2 separate regions of the Mus musculus genome follow, and region 2 is linked to region 1. The links are chromatin contacts, called in public HiChIP or PLAC-seq maps. All regions are on one chromosome and are shown on one strand. The core of a region is the stretch at or near the end of the contact, and the rest is flanking DNA. Distances in the headings are between cores, read along the strand shown. Region 1 has its middle 29 kb from the start of Gm13212. Region 2 overlaps Zfp993 (zinc finger protein 845).

The links. HiChIP or PLAC-seq counts read pairs in DNA pulled down with a chosen protein or histone mark.
Region 2: an H3K4me3 HiChIP or PLAC-seq map of embryonic stem cells shows a contact between it and region 1, with 17 times the contacts expected there. The contact joins two enhancer-like sites. A contact is called at or near these places in 4 of 115 datasets of contacts at active chromatin or transcription factors (double positive thymocytes, embryonic stem cells, extraembryonic endoderm stem cells and 1 more) and 2 of 9 other capture datasets (adipose tissue and liver).

Annotation. Positions count from the first base shown.
Region 1 is chr4:145,552,233-145,560,025 of GRCm38.p6, reverse strand. No RefSeq gene overlaps it. Among named protein-coding and RNA genes, the nearest start is that of Gm13212, 29 kb to the left of the region's middle. Within about 2 kb of position 3,170, at least 11 of the 459 cell types and tissues checked have an H3K27ac peak or open chromatin away from gene starts, as enhancers often do. A contact at or near this core is called in embryonic stem cells, where this site is marked.
Region 2 is chr4:146,905,168-146,912,960 of GRCm38.p6, reverse strand. All of the region lies in intron 6 of Zfp993 (zinc finger protein 845), which reads right to left. Among named protein-coding and RNA genes, the nearest start is that of Gm21411, 7.8 kb to the right of the region's middle. Within about 2 kb of position 3,365, at least 20 of the 459 cell types and tissues checked have an H3K27ac peak or open chromatin away from gene starts, as enhancers often do. A contact at or near this core is called in embryonic stem cells, where this site is marked.

The DNA.
Region 1 (7,793 bases), core at 1,921-4,420:
TGTTATTAATGTTGCTAGAAAAACACATTTCTTTGAATATTTTGGATAATTGAATGGGGTATGCCTTCCAGTCAATCACAGTTCTACTGACTCTGGAAGACGAATAGCTCATTGCTGTCAAAGTAGAACACCTGAAGATCTATGGCCTGTTTGAAAAGATTTGCCAAAACTGTCTGGTCAATATACCAAGCCAGCTCACGAGAACCTGGGGCAGAAAGTGGACATTTTTGTGTCAGGACATCTGGACATACAGAAGTGTAATCTTGCAATAAACAAAAATTAGTTGTGAAATGGGGTGAGGCAGAGCATGGTTCAGATAGACAGGTTGAAAGCAGGAAGAGGGAGGATTAATTGTTGGGTGGTGGACCACAAACTAATTCAGAGCACCCATAGAAAAGAATCCATAAGATCCTGGCAGCCCAGGAAAAATAATCTATGTCAGCTTCCTGTGCAGAACATGAAAGCCAGGATCCTCCAGCACCATCACAAGACACTTGCTAAGAAGGTGTGTGACTGCTTTTGAAAGCTCAGTTTAATGAAGAATGGATTCCTGTTTCCTATCGATATAATTTCAGTGGAGCACAGGCCGTATGCTAGCCAGTCAGGACAGGAAGGATCAATGGGAACAGGTGTTTGAGATCTGGTCTTGATACTGTTGCTAGTATTAGAGACTGTGATGTACAGTAGCTAACATCAGTAGTGATAAGGTTGTTGTGACATTTGTGTGGTTACGGAGTTTAACAATTTCCTTTCCCCTTTCATAGGTACCATTGGATACCTGGAGGGAGTGAAGAATCTGAGACACGGGGAAAGCCCTGCAGCTGTTGTTCTAGCATTCCCACAGCAACTGAGGCAACTTACTCTAGATGTGGAACTCAGTTCTGACTTCTCTGTTTTTAGAGAGACAGCTGATAATTTATATCAGCTGTTCATTACTTTGATGAAAGATAGATAGATAAATAGATAGATAGATAGATAGATAGATAGATAGATATTCATCCATATTAAAATGTTCAGACAAATAGATGTACCTAGAAAAAAATTATCTATGAAGGTAAGCCAGACACAGGTGGAGAAATATGGAATATATTCACTTATGTGTGGATATTAGCCAATGCTAAAATAATGAACTGGATAAGCCCATTGTATTTAGAGATATTAAGTATAGAAGAGTTGACTTCAGAGCACACAGTGGCACACAGTGGCACACAGATTCCCTGGTGCAGGTAAATAAAATAGATTTCATGGATCGACTGGAGGCAGATGGAGATGTGAATGGGAAAATGAGGTAGAAAGTAGGAGGGAAGTTAAGGTTGAAGAAGAAAATGCTGAGAGACAGTTGGAAATTAGAGGGGTATTTGAGTGATGATATGGAAGCCTATAGTGGTATATACTTCCTAAATGCTATAAAGACAATCAATATTCAGTGACCTACTAATGGGGGTGAAGCAGTCCCAACTGACATGGTATTTGCTTCAAATGAGCTTTCTAGTACACTACCTGAGTTTTATTCAATTGAGTTGTTGGCTAAGTGGGTCCCTTAGATCCCTAAGCAACCTAGGCAGTTGCTAAGATAACTCTTTGCTCTGTTAAAATTGAGAGCAGTTCTCTATTACCAAGCATATCATTCAGAGAACTCACTGGACACAGAGAAGGTGAACCTTCCTGCCTATATAATATTTTCTTTGGTATGTGAAGTTGCTAAACAGGCTAACAAAAGAGAAATGTGAAAAGCAACCTAGCCTCAAAACCTTTGGCTAAAATCTTGTCTACCTGCCAGATATGCTAGGGGAATGATGGCACAAACCATGTAAGAAAAGCTAACCAATGTCTCTTTTGACGTAAATCCTACTCTGTAAGCTGAAACTCATAACCAATTCTGCATGAGTAGCTAGGAACCACACAGTAGATAAAATAAACACCCAGGGGAAAAACAAACACTACCACTCAAGGAAAAATATCAACGATGTGATCCCCAATGATATTCTGTTATACTCAAGACCAGTGTCTTATTCTGTCACCATCCAAGAAGCTTCCTCCTGCATCAGACAGGAAGAGATGCAGAAACCTACCCACAGATGTTAAGTAAAGACAAGAGTCCTTGTCACAGACCTTTAAATCAAACCTACCCCAAAATAGGTCAGGCAACTGCATGTGAGAAAGAATGAAATAGCCAGATGTGTTAGAGGACCCAAGGAGAAAAGGCTATCTGAATCAAATGAACCAGGTTCATGTGAATTTACAGAGAAAAAAGCAATAAACACAGGGCCTGTATAGGTTTGTGCCTGGTCCTCTGGCATATATTATAACCTCTAAGCACCACCAGCCCAAGAAACAGGTAACTTCTTGGAATGCTGCAGGTTGCAAGTCTTAGGAAAATGATAAATCCTCATAGCCTATACAACCCCCTGTAGCATGTGACCCAAGTCCATCTCTTAGTCAGGATGTAATATCTAATAAAGCTTACCCACATGGTGGAATTCATTTTTCTCTGGCGATTCTCTGGTTTAACAGAACCAACAATATATCTTCTCTTCAGCCATACTTTGCAGCAATCTTGTCTTTGTTTTTCATTCAAACCTAAGGTGTAACATTAATACTTAATCCTATGAAGACACATTTTGAATGCTGTATTTACATCAAAACCTGCATATACCTCAGTGTAAAATTAATGGAGATTGTAACTTTACTCAGTAAATGTTAATATTTACAGCCATTTGATGGTGCTTTATAACCTACATTTTCTAATTCGGTGAAATCTGCAATGGTCCCTCATATAACTAATATCTACAAAGCTCTTTTGGAATGTCTATTCAGTCCCCTGTTAAAAGGGAAATGAAGTAGCAAACAGAGAAACAGGGGAGTTAAGAAACATGGGAGAATTTGAGTTCAAGGAGCTTTATTGAGGCTTTATCAAAGAGAACTCCTGTGTACAAACTACAGAGGCTGCCAAGGATCGAAGAGGTTATTTAGAAAAATATTCTGGCAAGTATACAATTAATTCAAGCATCACCAAAACCCCCAGGTTCATAGAATCTCAAACTTCCTAAAAATGGTAAGATACCCACAACAGAATTGTGAGTGTGGCAGGAGAAACTGCACCCCTGCTCCACACCCCTGCTCTGCTCCTGCCCATTTCCCATCCCAACAGCTCCACTGACCTTGAAGGTGAAAGCTGCTGAATGTTCTGGGAGTAAGGCACAGCAGCTGCAGCTTAAGGAGGTACCTCAAATACTCTCCCAATACAACTTCCTGAACACTAGGCATCTGAGATACATTGTCTTTTAAATATGAAGGACAAGCCCCCTTTTAAAACCTGTGGAACAGATATTTTACAATTTTCAGAACCCCAACTTTCAGAATTACAAGTCTTACTTCAGATTAGAAATTATCTTTTCTCTACTGGACATGTGCAAGGTCATTCTGTGCTTCCTGATCAGATATATGAAGGTAAGGATTAGTTTAATTTCTTTTTTTTGGGGGGGGGGGTTTCAAGACAGGGTTTCTCTGTATAGCCCTGGCTGTCCTGGAACTCACTCTGTAGACGAGGCTGGCCTCAAACTCAGAAATCCACCTGCCTCTGCCTCCCTAGTGCTGGGATTAAAGGCGTGCGCCACCATGCCTGGCTTAGTTTAATTTCTTAACAAAAGCTTGTTGCTTTTCCTATGAAGATAACATAGCAAGATCTTACATTACAAATCACCACTGCACTCAGAAAACTGCTCCTGCATTCCTGCAAATCTGTTAGCTCAGCTTGGGTATTTAACCCCTGATGAGCCTATATCCCTGGGATTTAAAACAGACAAATGTTACACATGTCCTGTCTTTGGGAAAGTTTGCTTTTATTCCTGTATGTATATATGCTGAATTCTCATTGTTATTTATACCTTTGCCTAACCTGGGGAAACCTTCAAAGATATGATACAGTATTTGTTTTATTAGTTTATAATGCCAAGGCCTCAAAATCAGAAAATACTTAAAAGGCATATTAAACTTAAAAGGCGTATTAAAATTGGTGTTTGACTCTTAGTTTCTCATATTCCACTGACATCTCCTATAATTCACAGGGACAGGCTATTGTAGAATGAGCTCATCAAACCTTAAAAGATATAGACATCTAAATTACAAAGTAGGGCTGGTGAGATGGCTCAGTGGGTAAGAGCACCCGACTGCTCTTCCGAAGGTCTGGAGTTCAAATCCCAGCAACCACATAGTGGCTCACAACCATCTGTAACAAGATCTGATGCCCTCTTCTGGAGTGTCTGAAGACAGCTACAGTGTACTTACATATAATAAATAAATAAATCTTTTTAAAAAAGTAAAATTATAATTATTGATCTCCTTATAATACTTTATATAACAATAAATAAGTCAATTTTTTAAACTTTTCTAGCCCCTAATAAAATAAAGACCTATTAACAGGATAATAAAAATGACTGATGTTTTTCTGGGAGAAGATCTGTTTATATATTTACAGGACTCTGCAGAGAATTTGTATGTACATGAAGAACAACTTGTCCTCAAGGAGATTAAAATCACAACTTAATATTCAGTGAAAACCTATACATCAAAATTAGGATAAAGTAAAGTTTAAAGTATGAAATAAAAATATAAGCAGAAAAAAAATCTCACATGCTCTCTCAATTTATATCCACCCATCAAGGATGCACTCGCCTTGCAGAGTCACAGCTGGATAACAGAGTGTTAGGGCTCCATCCTCTCAGATGAGGTCATGCTTCCATCCCACCTCAGTGTCCTCTATGACCATTGGGCTAAATGTCCCTTTTTTGTGTGTACACAGCAGTCTCCTCTGTGGTGGCTAGCTGGTAGCCTGAGGCTCCTGGCCTACTTGCTCATGCAATGGCTGTTGGCTGACACCACAGATCTCCTGCCCAGGTATCTGCTGTGTGAATGATAGGGTTGCTCTTATTCTCTGTCTCAGAAAGCACCTCTGAATAATAACTTAGTAAAATCATTCTCTTTTTCTGCTTCCCTATCTCTGACTCATTTGCCCTTTGTAAGTCATCCACCTCTTTTGGGTTAAAAGGAGGATGGAGAAACATAGGGAGGAAGAGGTAGGAGAGGAGAAGGAAGTAAAGGAGGAAGAGGAGGGGAGGAGGAGGAGGAGGTTGTAGGCAAGGAGCAGGGACCCTGAGTACCACCTTCTCATATTACAGAGAGTGAGTTAGAGTAGCTGTCACCAGCATTTCCAGTCTGGGGACACTAAGGTGAAGAGCAAGCAGGTCAGATTTGCAAATGGAACCTGACCTCTTGCTCTGTAACCAAAGTGACTGTAGGAGGTCACCAAGGTGTGGGAGGTAAAGGTGTGGGTGGTAAAGACATGAGAGATATAGGAGTGGAAGTTGTGGGAGGTTTTGGTGTGGGAGGTGTAGGTATGGGAGCTGTGGGAAGTGGAGTTGTGTTCCTTCTGCAGTAGCTGAAATTGCATCTTAAAGGGCAGCTGCCTACTCTGTCATGTCATACTGCCTTGTCTGATTCAAGGATAGTGGCATTTGTTGCTCCAGAAGGGAGCATCAGAGAAGTTCACAGATGGAGGTTCCAGCCAGTCATACCAGCTCCCTACATGGGAGACAGAGACAGGAACACCCACCCTCCAGGAGTTCACACAGTAACACATGTGTTAGTCAGGGTCCTTTAGGAGAGGATCTGAGACAGAATACATATCATAAGGAAGACTGGTTGCATTGACTTCCATGATATGGACCCAGTGGTTCCTCTATCCATGAGCTGGATGACTTAGCAGTTCCAATATGGTGTTGAAGGCCTTGGGCATTCCTGGAGAGTCTCTGGGCTTCAGCCCATATTGAAAGGCTGAAGAAACTGGGCTTCTCAAAGAAATGAGACAGGCACACTTACCAGCAAGGAATGAAGGTAGGCAAACAAATAGCAGTGTATTTTCCTTTAACTTCTGTCTCCTCTGGGAATCTTCACCCACCCTAGAAACACCTCTATAGACCCACACAGAGGTTTGTCTCATAGTTAATTTCAGATCCAACCAACTAGACAATCAGAATTAGCCTTCATGCTGTGCTGAGCCCCCTGCAAGTCCAGAAGAAAGCTCCAGGCATGTAGCCTTTAGGAATCCTCACTTGCCCTGGGGTGGGGTTTTCTATGCTGAAGCAGCTTTTGAGTCACTGCTCTGCCAAGTAACCCCACACACTCCCTGATCCACTGAGTCATACCTTGGTGGGAGGGTGTCTTTGGTCTGTGGTGGTACTCTCTGTGGGCTGTCTAGACATTGTTCACCTCTCCCCAGGAGTCACCCAGTAGCAGAGATGACTTCATGGCACCTTTGTCCCATCTGTAGGAACCTTTGTCCCACCTGTAGGGCCCATCTGTAGGGACCTTTGTCCCATATGTAGGGACCTTCGTCCCATCTGTTGGTCGGTAGTGAAATTGTTACCCTCTTGTCGTGAACCACCCATCTGATTCAGAGACCTCTGGGTCATTTCTCTGGTTTTGGTTGTCCCAGTGGAAGTGGACAAAGATGTCTTTGGGTTTGTAGATGATGATGTTTTCTGAAACGCGTGCTTTCTGTTTGCAGCTGTCCTCTCAGGCCTTAAGGACCGGAGGACTGTGGTCCGCAGACTTACTAAGAGGACCTACAGGCTGCCACCCTGGGGGATGCCCTGGGAAGTTGGGAGAGCCAGGGCTGTCTGGTAGTTTCCGGAGATCGATCAGAGGGACCGAGTTCTGTTGTTGAAGCTGGCCTGCTTGTGGAGGACACAAAAGGGTCACGTGTGTCTAGATCTGTTGGTTTTTGTTTTGTGGTCTTTTTTGTGTGTGTTTTGTTTTTTTGTTTTTCGAGCCAGGGTTTCTCTATATAGCCCTGGATGTCCTGGAATTCACTTTGTAGACCAGGCTGGCCTCGAACTCAGAAATCCGCCTGCCTCTGCCTCCCAAGTGCTGGGATTAAAGGCGGGCGCCACCATGGCCGGCTGTTTTGTGTGTTTTTTTATATGTGTTTAGAGCTATGTGAAAATCTAGAGAAGCGAAGGTAATTCTCATAGGTGCTTGTGTGTGCTAGAGATGATTTACACATGAGAGAACGGGTTTGAAAAAGCAGTACTTTCTGACTATCTGGCGATAATTTGGTGAAAGAGAAAAAACAGACAGTATCAATTGGTCTTTGGAGCCCAGCACCTGTAGTTAGAAGTCTAGTGTGGCTTGAGAAGTCCTGCTAGAAGCTAATTGTAAATGCTGCTCTGAAAGAAGACCTGAAAGCCCCACACTGCTTCCAAGATAGAGATTCGCTCTACATTAGACACCACCGCACAGAAAACCTTGAGATTCAGTGGAAAGGCCCTTGTATTATGCTTCTGCTTTTCCATGTGTGTTAGAAAACTGTGTCTAGTTCTAAGATTAGAACTATTTACTAGAAAGAGTGGGGATTGAAAGATCCTGAGAGAGAGTGAAAAATTATTTAAGCCCCTAGAACTGTGTCCAAAATAGGCCTCTCTAATGGCAGGGAGTAGAACTTGCCCCATTGTTCCAGGCTGCCAAGTGTTTGCAGTTTTTGCCAGGTGTTTGCAGTTTTTGCCTTTCTAATATACCTCTTGCAATTTGCATCAAGAACATTTCTCATGAGTGATTTGGGGTGTCGCCTATCCTGAGTCAGAACTTGGGGGAGTCCTCACGTTGTGGGTCTTTCACTTGTACAGCAATGGCATTACCTACTGAGCTATCTCCCTCCTTCTAGTATTGGAGATCTCAGGTGACATTACCAACAATCTCTACATTTGTTTATTTAAAAAGTATTACATGAGCCATGC
Region 2 (7,793 bases), core at 2,116-4,615, 1.4 Mb before region 1:
ACCATGCCACTTACTGCATCCATTCCCTCACTTCTGGTCAGAAAAAAAGTGTACTTCTCTTCCACTGAAGAGAGAACTCTGTGGTTTTATTCCTGGTTACCTTAGAGCTTATTTTTGACCACGAGGTCCCTTTGCTCTCTACAGAAAAAATATATTCTATGGTTGTTTCTAGTTCTTAGGATGTTAACGCTGTGTTAGTGTAAATAGAAAGACAGTCAAAAATTTTAAAGCATATAAATTATGTTGTTCAGATATACAAAGTGTGATTACATTGCTTGACTCTATAGACCTCAAACATGCAAGTGCTGCTGGCATAATCCCAGCAATCAGAACACTGGGGCAGGTGTATTATTCTTCATTTGGGGCCAGACTATTCTAAATCAAAGTGACTTTATACCCTGTGGGCCCCAATTTCCTCTTTTGGCCTTTCTGAACTCTCCACATGGGTTGAAGTTAATTTCCTAAACTTTTATGCAGGTGTGTCTGTGCATTTTTAAATGTTTATTGCTATATTGGTAGAGAACTATGTGCTAGCAGGATCTTGATATTGTCATTTCTATGTCTCATCACCAGGCTTACATTTGTAAATACTTGTCTCCACACCTGCTGAGATATTTGAATGGCAGGCAGCTCTCTATGCCTAGAGGTAATCCACATAATTCTGGAGATGTCTCACATCTGATTGCTTGTAAGAAAAAAACCTAACATCCAATTCCTGGGACAAGAATTGGAGGGTGGAAACTCTGGATGGAAAAAGTGATGTAGGGAAGAGCAAGCAGGTGGAAGAGATTTAGTGGGAGACAGAGAAGAGAACAGATAGATGGGAACAGGGGCAGAGAGGTAAAGAGCAAGCTACATATGAGGTCATAGGCTTGAATAGTCTGAAATTTAAATGATCATTGGTAGACTGCTCCAATGAAAGGCCTATGCTTTAAACGATATAGAAACCTTCTTCTCATTATTTATAACACTGGTGTGTCCACAAGTATGCCCACTACACTCATGTCCATATGCAATGTGCACACACACACACACACACACACACACACACACACACACACACACATATAAAACTTTTAACAGGGGTGCTTTGGGTTTTAAGTCAAATTAGATATTGATTGGATATTCACAATAAATTCATGACATCATTGACCTAGCATATTTTGGAGGAAGGACAAATTTTAGATCAATGTCTTTTTGGTTGGTTCTGTGTATATATTTCACTTTTTGTAGCTTGCAAAACCCTTCCCATAACAAGGACTGTGGAACATAAGAGCCAATATTCTTGGAGTCACCAGCTTGACCTCTTCATACACAGTGAGTTGTGTAAGTCTGCTCGTTAGCAATGAAGACTTATTGTCAGTTTGTAAAATGCCACACCTTTTGTTGTCAATACCCTGCAGTGTTTGCTTATTTTTTTTAATTAGGTATTTCCCTCCTTTACATTTTCAAGCTCTGTTAAAAATTTCTGTATACTATACCATTCCTTTCCCATGTAATGGCATTTTCTTGATGTTCCCGAAAATATTGCAAAGGTCTTTCTTAAGACCAGCAATGGTGACACAAAAGCCAACAGACATATATAGAGTACACAGAGAGACACAAACATGGAGACAGAAGGCAGACACACAGGAAGAGATATATACAAGGCAGCATTCAGCAAGTTACAGGTTTAGATTAACTGACTAGACACCCAGGGGATGGAAGCCTTAGATAACAGGTAGTAGAGAATTCAACTTTGGACTCAGACTTAGTTAAATTATCTCTGAGGGAAAGGTTATTGATTCTTTTCTTAACTCATGTGCATTATTAATCACCAGTGTGGTTAATCTGTACATATATGCAGAATCAATTAACTTGTGAACTTGTGACATAATTTTTCTTTCTTTCTTTCTTTTTTTTTTTAACATAAGCACAATATGGGAAAATATAAAACTCACCACAATGGGTAACAAGGTGTCCATGGGCTCAGAACCCTGTTCTCTAAAGAAAGACCATCAGGTCTAGACTTGTGCTTCTGAGCTCTTACTTCCATGCTGGCCTAGAATCCATTTTTAACCTCTCACAGTCATCACAACAGGTTTTGAACCTCAGAGGTCACAAGAGAATCCTGGAACTCATTACTTTCATGAAAGAGTTGACTTCCAGCCATATTCTCTAAGGTGACTTGGGTAATTCTCCAGTCTCCTTTCCACAGCCTATGAAGATATGCATGGGTATACATAGAATATTATAGAGCACAATCAGGGAATCTTCTATGAACAAATGGCTAAACAGTTCAGTATGTATTGTAGGTCTCTTTCTATTTTTTCCTTCCTTCCTTCCTTCCTTCCTTCCTTCCTTCCTTCCTTCCTTCCTTCTTTCCTTTCTTTATTCTTTCTTTCTTTTGCCAAATATCTAAACACTTTTTGAAAGGAATTTTTCTTTATTGCCTCACCCTTCAAGCAGTAAATAATATTGTGCCTAAACCTAACATCATTTTATTCATCATTTTCTTTGACTAAGGTATCCAATTCCTCTACATTTTGTCCTAGTCTAATAATCTGTCTCTCACACGTTCTCTATGAGTTATTATTATTTGCCTTACTGCATTTTCTTTTCAGGATCTTTTCCTTGTTTATTTCTAAGCACATATTGAACTCAATTTTCATATCCTACGTTGTCCTCCTTTCCTTTAGGCATTTGCTATTATTCTTTAGCCCAAGAATCATTTTGTTCCTGTTCTCTTTCAGTTGATATATGTGGTTTACACACTTTAATCTCTTTGATAATGACTCTGGGTTTTCTATTCTTTACCTAGGATATCATGTAAATTGCTATCTTTATAAGATACATACACAGTTGATAGTTTGAGCCAAAGACATTTTATCTTAACTTTACTTTGTTTTGGGTATTGAGCATCAGAATTCAGAGGGACTGCTTAATTGTGTGCATTTTTAGCCCAGGAGGATAGACTCCCATTGTGAGAAGTTAGGCAGGATCCGTTGTATCTGAAGGATTCAGAACCCAGGTGCAGTGTCTTACTACATTCAGTTCTGGTCTAGTCTGGCAGCAACCTTGTGGGAAGCTGAGGAGAGTAGATCCTGAGAAGTTGTGTTTCCACAACAGAGTTGGAGGAGTGGTTCCTGATGGGGAGGTTGGGCCTCCTACATGATTAGATAAGTTTAAGAAAAAGACAAAATAAAAACAAAGAATCAATCAATCAATGAATTAAATAAGCAAGCAAGCAAAAATCCAAACCAACAAAAATTGCTCTGAAGAACCGGGAAGCTAATTAATTAAAAAGTCCTGAAGTAGGTGGGCTTAGAAGAATGGCAGGAAGCTGCTGAGTATTGGGCGGGTCCAGAAGGAGTGGCTCTGAGGAACCTAGATTTCCGCCATTCCAGCATTCTCAATGTTTCTCGGCTGCCTCGTGGTCAGGAAGTCGTGGAGGGAGACTAGTGCCTAGTGTTTGCGGAACCTGAAAACTTCCTTAAGCTGCAGTTGCTGTGCTGGCCTCCTAGGATATTCAGCAGCTGGTCCTGTCACCTGCCAGGTCAGAGGAGCTTTTGTGCTGGGAAACGGGCAGGAGCAGGGCAGGCGCGTGGAGCAGGGGTGCGTTTTCTGCCACTCTTACAATTCTGTTGTGGATATCTTACCATTATCAGGAAGTTTTAGTTCCTGTGAATTGAGTTTATGGTGATGTTTTAATTGATTTTATGGTTGCCAGAATATTTTTATAAAACAACCCTGTACATCCTTGGCCCTCTGTGGAGTTTGTATACCGGGAGGGTTGTTTTTGCAAAGGCCTTAATAAAGTTCCTCGAATTCAATGCTTTCTTAACTCCCCTGTTCCTCAATTTGCCATTTAATTTCCCTTTCTCTAGGGAACTGAGTAGGCATCCCGAGAGAGCTTTGTAGGTATTTGTCATATGGGGACCAGTGCAGATTTGATAGAATTAGAAAATATTCCTTATAAAGCACCATCGTATGGCTGTAAATATTATCATTAACCAAGCAAAGTTATATTCTCCGTTAGCTGAACACAGAGGTATATGCATACTTTGATGTAAATACATCATTGAGAAATGTGTCTACATATGCTTTGTTATTAGTGTCACACCTTAGGTTTGAATAAAACATGAAGACAGGATTGCAGCAAGGTACTTGTGAGGAGAAATTTCCTTAAGGAAATGAGGACAACATAGGATATGAAAATTGAATTCAATAGGTGGTTATAAATACAAAGAAAGGAAAAGAAAAAAGAAAAGAAAAGAAGACCCTGAAAAGAAAATGCTGTAAGGTGAATAATAATCATTCATAGAGAATGTGTGTGAGACAGATTATCAGACTTGAAGATATATAGTAGGTTCTGTTAAACCTGAGTGTCGCCAGAGAAAAACCAATTCCTCCATGTGGGCCAGGTTTATCAAATAATACATCCTGACCAAGTGATAGATTTTGGTCACATGCTACAGGCATTTTATAGGCCATTGTACTTTCCTATGAGGCTTTATCATTTTCCTAACAAATGCAACCTACAGCACTTCAAGAAGATACCTGGTTCTTGTGCTGGTGGTAAGGTTAATTTTTGGCATTTTAGTGAATTCAGAGATATCTGGTTGGGTCCAGACTGAACCAGGCCATCAGGTGGGGGAGGGGAATTGAGGATGTGATAGAGAATAGAGGGGCAGGTCTAGAGATAACCAGCAGCCAAGAAAGCACCTATCCAACTATGACTTCATTGATATGTTAACAGGTACCCCAGGTAGCCATTCTTCCTGAATTTCTTTGAATTTTTCCAAGGTTCAGCCTACCATGCTGTGCGGTGATGATTTCAGGAGTAGATATTTTAATAAGTGGAAAATTTTCAATGGATTTTTGTTTGTTTGTTTGTTTTTGGATATTGGTTTTTTCGAGACAGGGTTTCTCTGTGTAGTCCTGGCTGTCCTGGAACTCACTTTGTAGACCAAACTCAGAAATACGCCTGCCTCTGCCTCCAAAGTGCTGGAATTAAAGGAGTGCACCACTGCCTGGCTTTTACTATGGATTAAGACAAAATGAGACAGTATCTTTTGAATAATTTTGATCGCTTACTTTACTGGATTACTGTCTGGATTCTGGATCAGAATAATTTTCTTCCAGTCTTCCCTCCTCCTCTTCTGTGTTGCTCGGAAAAAGACTTTATGTGTGTTAACTGTGTGACTGACTCTCACATCTTTAGGGTAAATGAAATACTCAGAGAAAAATAGGCATTCTCTTCATATCTTCTCTTCATGTTTATCCTTTGCTCGGGTATTGACATCTTTCATTTTTGTTCCATGAACAGTTCCATGTTCATTCTAAACAATATTTTCCCATTTTCAGGTCTCCATATGCTCAGTCAAATCTCCATAACTGTAAATCAACACTAAGAGCACTAGAAGGTTAAAGGTCAAGGAGACTCTCACAAAGGATCCAGATATGTTAGAGGTATTGAACAATGGGTGGAGTTGGGCTCGCCTGTTAGTAGAAAGAGGACATGAATTTGATTTTGCCAGATTCTATTTCCTTAATGATTCTGGAAAAGAATAATATTAGATGTGATGATATGGATTTGCCATGGAGGGAAGTGCTGTCAGCTGTCACTTGATGTCAATATTTAATTAATTTTGATCCTGGGAAATTGCTGTTGCCCATTGCAATCAAAGTTTATTTTATCCAGATTGAAAGCAGCATCAGGCTATGGTTGTAACAAGGGCAATTTATACATAAAGCACATGTCAGCAGTAGATTCCCTCCTAGGGCCTATGACCTTCCTTACTGGATTTTTAGGCAGATTTTCTTTTCTTTTTTTTTTTTTTCATTTTTTATTAGGTATTTAGCTCATTTACATTTGCAATGCTATACCAAAAGTCCCCCATAGCCACCCACCCCCACTCCCCTACCCACCCACTCCCCCTTTTTGGCCCTGGCGTTCCCCTGTACTGGGGCATATAAAGTTTGCGTGTCCAATGGGCCTCTCTTTCCAGTGATGGCCAACTAGGCCATCTTTTGATGCATATGCAGTTAGAGTCAAGAGCTCCGGGGTACTGGTTAGTTCATAATGTTGTTCCACCTATAGGGTTGCAGATCCCTTTAGCTTCTTTGGTACTTTCTCTAGCTCCTTCATTGGGGGCCATGTGATCCATCCAATAGCCGACTGTGAGCATCCACTTCTATGTTTGCTAGGCCCAGGCATACAAGAGACAGCTATATCAGGGTCCTTTCAGCATAATCTTGCTAGTGTATGCAATGGTGTCAGCATTTGGAAGCTGATTATGGGATGGATCCCCGGATATGGTAGTGTCTACATGGTCCATCCTTTTATCTCAGCTCCAAACTTTGTCTCTGTAACTCCTTTCAAGGGTGTTTTGTTCCCACTTCTAAGGAGGGGCATAGTGTTCACACTTCAGTCTTCATTTTTCTTGAGTTTCATGTGTTTAGGAAATTGTATCTTATATCTTGGGTATCTTAGGTTTTGGGCTAATATCCACTTATCAGTGAGTACATATTGTGTGAGTTCCTTTGTGAATGTGTCACCTCACTCAGGATGATGCCCTCCAGGTCCATCCTATGGGTGTGACAAGGGCAATTTATACATAAAGCAAATATCATCAGTAGATTCCCTCCTAGGGCCTGTGACCTTCCTTTTCGGATTTTTAGGCAGATTTTCATTGTAATCTATGGATTTTTTTTTCCTGTGGAGCTTGAAACAGAAAACCTGTTACCCACAGATATTCTTGCCAGTGTCATAAAAATTTCCATGTCTTGTCTGGCAGATTCAGATTGCAGCAAGCAGGTTGCAAATCTGAGTATATACATTCATAACTCTGCTTCCTGCCCCAATTTTCCTAGCAGTTTTTGTCACTATGGAAGTTCCCACCAGGGTGTGTAAGATGTCTGCTGAGAGTGAATGGTCTGATATGAGGTGGTTTTCTCCAGAAGGTCTACTTGCTTTCTGAATCACCTATTCTGTCCACTCTAAATGTTTTCCTGTCCTTGACCTGTGTTCTTATTGATGCTCTGTGTTGCATTAATCCCCATTAGAGTGGAATAATTATTTTTGACCTTCTCTGTACTGGTTGCATTAGTTTTGAGTTTGTATTATTTCTGAGGTATGTTTCTTCTCTTGTATTCCTGAGAGCCTTTATACTGAGCAGTGTCTACATTTTGCCACAGGGCTGTATAAGTAAGTTTCATTCTCCTATTGTCAGTGTAATTTGGGAGGATTCCTGCCTACATCTATTAACCTAGGCCTAGTCATGTAAGCTTCTACTCTCCATACAGTATTATCTAGGCCTGTTGTGTTTTCAGCCTCTGAAATTTGCTGCTGAATAAGCCCCCCCCCCACCTTCTTATTCCTTCTCAATGCTTACCTGGCTGATTCAATTCAGTTTTTCCAGCTCAAACTCCTCTCTGAGCTGAGTTCTTCTCTCAGACACTGAATTGTTCCACTTGGCCTTAAATTAACTGTAGAAGTCTTTTTTCATCTTCTGGCTCCTTCTCTTTCTCCTGCTCATTCTGTCTTTACCTGTTCCTAGCATGTTCTCTCTTCAGTCTGATTCTGTAAAACTCTCAGAACCCAGGTGCAGTGTCCTAGTACATCCAGCTCTGGTCTAGTCTGGCAGCAACATTGTGGGGAAGCTGTGCAGAGTAGGTCCAGAGAAGTTGTGTGAAAGGCAGCCTGCAACAGAGTTGGAGGAGTGGTTCCTGCTGGGGAGGGTGGGCTTCATGCATGATTAGATAAGTTTAAGAAAAAGACAAAATAAAAACGAAGAATCAACCAACCAATC